Linked DNA regions of Oryctolagus cuniculus: region 1 is linked to region 2. Evidence: chromatin contacts called from public Micro-C data. All regions are on one chromosome and are shown on one strand. Each heading gives the region's core, a stretch centred on a gene start, on an enhancer-like site or on the middle of the called end of the contact. The rest is flanking DNA. Distances are from core to core; before and after follow the strand shown.

Evidence for each region. Hi-C and Micro-C count contacts between places; a contact is called where the count stands out from the background.
Region 1: a Micro-C map of ear pinna shows a contact between it and region 2, with 6 times the contacts expected there. The contact joins the promoter of FNTA here to the promoter of RNF170 in region 2. A contact is called at or near these places in 2 of 6 Hi-C or Micro-C datasets (ear pinna and an unstated tissue).

What each region holds. Positions count from the first base shown.
Region 1 is chr2:93,102,261-93,104,960 of mOryCun1.1, reverse strand. FNTA (farnesyltransferase, CAAX box, subunit alpha) reads right to left here and starts at 1,340. Exons shown (of 9, transcript XM_008273904.4): 1 at 1,072-1,340. The coding sequence starts at 1,274. LOC138848527 (a long non-coding RNA gene) reads left to right here and starts at 1,487. Exons shown (of 2, transcript XR_011386394.1): 1 at 1,487-1,947.
Region 2 is chr2:92,971,028-92,973,741 of mOryCun1.1, reverse strand. RNF170 (ring finger protein 170) reads left to right here and starts at 1,301. Exons shown (of 7, transcript XM_008273910.4): 1 at 1,301-1,506. HOOK3 (hook microtubule tethering protein 3) reads right to left here and starts at 1,176. Exons shown (of 20, transcript XM_051832317.2): 1 at 864-1,176. The coding sequence starts at 920.

The sequences.
Region 1 (2,700 bases), core at 91-2,590, 130 kb before region 2:
TACCACTCGACAGCTGAGTGTCCTAGGGCAAGTTACTTGATTTTTCTGGGCCCAGTTACTTTGTTTATAAACAGGGATGATAACCTTACCAACCACGGTTGGAAGACTGTTTTTAGATGTTCGCTGAGGTAACAGATGTTAAGTGTTTAAAGCGTGCACAGCCCCTCAGGAGCCATGACTACTACTCATTCTCAATGGTAAAAATGACACTACAGTGACAATACATGCTGACACAAATTTCCACGTGAACTGTTCACAACGGGACCAAAGCAGGTTCAGCCACGCTTCCCCTGGTCTTCTTGTCACCCACTCAGTGTTTCCCTACGTCGATCAGCCGTTGGCGGCAGAGACTCCAGGCGGTCCAGACACCGTGTCCACGAAGGAGGAGATGCAAAGGACACAGCTACCTGCGCGTGACACCTAGAGCCTAGGGCAGAGGCCCTGGGACGGCGAGGCTGTGACTGGCAGAGCAGGCTCAGTCGTGCTGAGAACCTGGGCACTTCCACAACCCAGCGAGAAGGTCCGGAGGGGAGGAGCCTCTGTGAAACACCAGCTTTCACTCAGGCAGCAAATCCAGGCAGGTGAGCCATCTACCGGGTTTACGGAGGACTACGGAGGGAAGTGAGATGCAGGACGCCTTCGCGTCGGCAGGTCCGCCTGGGAACAGGCAACCGGCGTCGCTACTCCAAGCAAGGAACACGTGGGCACGGGGCTGCGTGCAGGTGTGCCAGCAAAGACCGGCAGCAGCGCTTACACATCGCTTCGCCGCGCTGGGTTCACAGCAAGGCGTCCCTTTCAGCCCCTGCAGCCTAGCCGGCGCTGCCAGGCTCTGAAACCCCGGTTACAGGGACACGGCTCAGCCCGTAAAGACCTTACGCTGGCGCTCCCCGCTTCAGTCCCGCCTGCACCGCCATGGCGAGCGGGGCCCACGGGAGAGCGCGGGAAACACCTCCACTCCCCGAACCCTGACTGACGCCGCGGCAGCTGAAGGAGCCACCTGCGGACCAGCCCGCGCCAAGCCGGCTCCCCGCGGACTCGACTCCTCCGCCCCACGCCCTCCCGGGGCGTTACCTGTACAGGACGTAGGTGGGCGAGTCCAGGCTCAGAAACCCGTCGTCCATAGGGGACGGCACCGCTTCTCCGGCCTCGGCCGCCATCTCTTCACCCTGCTGCTGCAGCTGGGCTGGCGGTGGGTGCGGCTGGGGCGGCGGCTGCTCCGGCTGACCCGCCTCGCCGCCTGCCGCTGCCTCCCCGACCCCTTCGGTGGCCGCCATCTCGCCTCGTCCGCTGCGGAGGTGGAGGCGAGGCCCCGCCCCTTGCCCCCGCGGCCCGCTTCCGGTTTCTCGCTTCCTGCCATAGAGACGCGGGCCAGAGCGCCTGGGCGGGCGCCTGGGTGGCGCCGGGATCCTGGGAGGAGCCGTGGGCGGCTGGGGTTGGGGGTCAGGGACACGATGTCCAGCCTTGCTCTCTCGAGGGTCTCCAGCTTCGCCACGAGGAAGCGCGCACGTGTCTCTCCAGAATGTGCTGGTGCTGTCAGCCGCCCCCTGTCGGGGACGTGGCGACCGGGCCTCTGACCGAGCGTTGGAAGCCGTCGCGAGGCCGAGGGCGGCTGGCCACGGCTCGCCCGCCAGCCCTTACTCTCAGGAAAGAGCTGGCCTCCAGCGCGCCATTTTCTTCACTGCACACATTCTTTTGAAAGCTGAGTTTATCAAGAGGGATTTCGATAATCCAGGGATTTGGTCTTTCGGAGCTGACAAGGAATAGGCGAAGGCGTTAGGAAGCGCTTTTCTGTGCGTTGCAGGACACAGGCATTCGCTGCACACATCTCCGGGGGTTCCCCGTTCTGTGAAGCAGGTTATGGGCGAGAATAGCCGGCAGGAAAGGCCAGAAAGATGAAGCCGGTGGAGGGCAAAAAAAGGCTGGTGCTCCTGGACTGCGGAGATGAAGGTAGGGTGGGCAGCACACGTGCTTCAGTGGGGAGGATGTGATCCAAGCCCCGTAATGAAGCAAAGGGATTGGCCAGGAACCGCAGTCTGAATTTGGGCTTTGGAGCCGGCCATCCCATATGGTCACTGGTTCGAGCCCGGGTCCCGGCTGCTCCGTTTAGGATGCAGCTCCCTGCTAATGACCTGGGAGAAACAGCAGAAGATGCCCCAAGTGCTTGGGCTCCTGCCACCCATGTGGGGGACCCTGATGGAGCTCCTGGCTTTGGTCTGGACCAGCCCTAGCTTTTGTAGCCATGTGGAAAGTGGACCAGCAAATGGAAGGAAGATCTCTCTGTCGTCCTACCTTTCAAATAAAGAATTTCTTTTAAGCCTAAGAATGTTGTGTTAGGCACATTTGCATAACCATAATGATATATCTAACCTAAGTTTCTTTTGCAGGAGGGCCTTGAAGGGTCACGGTTGGCCCTTTGGCTTTCTGGTTAAAGTCAGAGGGTGGCAATGGCAAAACATGTGCTTCTGCAGAGAAGGCATGGATCCAACTTGCTTTTGTAATCAACTCTCTCACAGGAACTACTGTCAGATCTTACCGTCCTACCGGCATCACCAACCCTTGACTTTGGGATTTGAATACTGGGATGTATTCAGAAGGCAAATCCTGTTGAAACCATAACAGATGGGTTACTATAGATGATTGGCATTTGAAGAAAGATTTGAGGGAAGCGAAGGAGTGAGCCAATGTGGGGAGATCATTCCT
Region 2 (2,714 bases), core at 52-2,551:
TAAATACGTCTGTGTGCTATTCTAGAAAGGTCACCCGGCATGTGTAGCGATGAGTAAAACCCGCGCTCCCGAAGGGGGCACCGGGCTCGCCCCAGCCAGAGGGTGAGAAAGGCCAGAGCAGGAGTTTACTCCTAAACAGGCTGCTCCAGGCGCCGGAACCGCGCGCGCACACAGACTCTGCAAACGCCAGAACTCCGCGGCCGGCCGGCCCTTCGCGGTCGGAATCCCGCAGCGCCGGGACTCCCCAGACGCCTCCGGGTTCCACCGCCTGCCACGCACCTTGCAGATCCCCTTCCAGCCTCACGTTCGGGATCTCTCCCGAATGCCGCCCCACCGCCCGCTTGCCTAACGGCCCGGGCGCATCTGGCGTCCGACCCACGCCGTCGCCGGGCGCCTTTTATTATCTGTTTTTTCCTATTTTTCCCACCCGACCTCAAAGGAACTTCTCTCTTCCGCCGCGGCGGGCACGTCCTTCGGGAGCGTTACAACAAAGGCGGCGAGCGGCGGAACCCTGGGCCCGAGCGCTCCCCACCCGGGCCGAGCCGGGGCCCCCGCCTCGGGGGTCCCCGCGCCGAGCGAGCAGCGCCAGCGCCCGCGCAGCGGCAGACAACGACGGTGCCAGTGACGGCGCGCCCGCACCCCGTCATTAGCCTCCCCGGACGACACCCCACACCCCGGGCCCGGCAAGTTTCTCCCGGACGCCGCTCGCACCCGCATCCCCGGCCCTGACCGCCTCAGGCCCCGGATGTGACGGCACCGGCGCCCGCGGCGCTCGCCCCCCGGGACGGGCGGGGGGGGTCCCGGAAAAGCGGCCCCGGAGCGGGAGCCGGAGAGTCTCCCAGCGCCGCGGCGGCACCACGTACCCAAGTCAGAAGGCTCTCGCACAGCTCCACCCGCTCCACCGACTCCACGCTGAACATCTTCCCCCGCTGGGGCTCGGCAACGCCTTCTCCACCAGGCCAGAAACCGCCGCGACGCGGTGCGGGTGCCGTCCGCAGGGTCCCGGCAGCCGCCCTGGCCTCTGGCCCACCTCCTGCTGGGGCCCGACCGCCTGCTCTCGCCCGGGCGCTGGCAGCGGCTCCGCACCGTCACCCCCGCGCCCCTCCTGCTCCTCTCATCTGGGCGCGCGCGCTCGCCGCGCGCCACCCCCGAGCCACGCCCGCCGCCCCGCGTCCCCGCCCCCCCGCTGCCCACAGCCCTCCTCCAGCGAACGACGGGCGAGCCGCAGCGCGCAGGCGCGCTCCTGCGGGCCCGCCCCCGGCCCTGCCTCCGCGTGCGCGCGCGCGGCCGGTCACAGACCGCTGCGTGTCATGGCGCGCGCGCGGCGGCGGCGGCGGCGGCGCGCCGTCACGGAAGCTCGCAGTGCGCGTGCGCCGGTGCCCACACTCCACAGTAAAAAGGGGACAAGCTAGTGGTAGCCCGGGAGGGCTGGCGGGGCAGTCCCCAGAAATAATCTGTGTCCTCTGTCACCGGGAATTGGCGAGGTAGCTCCTCCGCGGTGGAGAGGTACGCGCCCCCTCCCCCCGGCCTCGGCCTCGGGCGTCCGGCGCGTGGCCGGCCACGCCCCCGGATCTGGACCGCGAGAGGGCGGGCGGCGCAGTCCGGGGTCGCCTCCCGGCCGCCCAGGCGTCTCGGGCCGGGGGAGTCTCTGATCGGACCCAAGCCTCCGCTTTCCTTGAGGATCCCCGGGGCCCGGCCCCAGCAGCGCCCCGTTCCCGTCCGGAGTCGCCGGGAGACTGTGGAGGCGGGCACGGTGGGCGTCTCGGAGGTCCTAGGTGGGCTGGGCCGGCGGTGAGGAGAGTTCCCCCCGTTTCCTTCTGGGGTCGCTCGGAGCCCCGACTCCCTCAAAGCTTGGCCTCAAGTGCGGGAGGCCGGGCGCCAGCTCTCCGAGCCGCGCGGACCCCGCCGGTTCCCGGGGCCTGTGCATCGTTCCCGACCTTTTAAGCGATGTAGCCTTTGCAGAAAAGTGCATTCGACATACGCGTTTAGAGAGTAGATGAAACACCCCGATAAAAGCCAAAAGCACTGCTGGAACCCTAGGAGTTCCCTGCCCCTCCCCCCCCCCCGTAGCTGTGTATGCGTTTCCGAGCCTGATTCCCTCCCTAGTCTGACTTGCGTGATAATCACAGTAGGTTTGCCACGTATGTGTGCATGCAATATAGTTGTCCTCTGCCTATACTGGGACGTTTATGAGTGGAAGCCTCTTGTGGGTTTTTGGTGGCATTCAACGAGTATTAAATACAGGTAATTTTCATTGCTGCCTGGTATTCCGTTGTGGTGTATCCTACTGTTGGTTGATCCGTTTTGTTCCAGTTTGGGGCTACTCAGTGCTATAAACCTTGCTCCTAGTGCTAACGTGCTGGAGTTTCTAAGACTAGGACATTCCTTGGAGTCTAAGGAGAGTTGTCAATTCATAGAGCCTGCAGACAATGCCAGAATTTATTTGGAGTGTGGCAGTTTCCCAGACACATCTTCCTTTGGTTTGGTTTCTGGAGCCCCGCCATCCTTTTCCCATGAGTATTTGGACTACTAGGGCAGCATTGAGTTACTGAGATTTCTGATCATCAGCCCATGCAAGGTGATTTGTCATTTTGTTAAAAAGTCTTTTCAGTGATCTTTCAAACATTCCTTACACAGGGGCCAAGGAACCTGTAGAAATTGTATTGGGAGAGTACTTCAAAAAGTTCATGGAAAAATGGAATTAAAAATCTAAG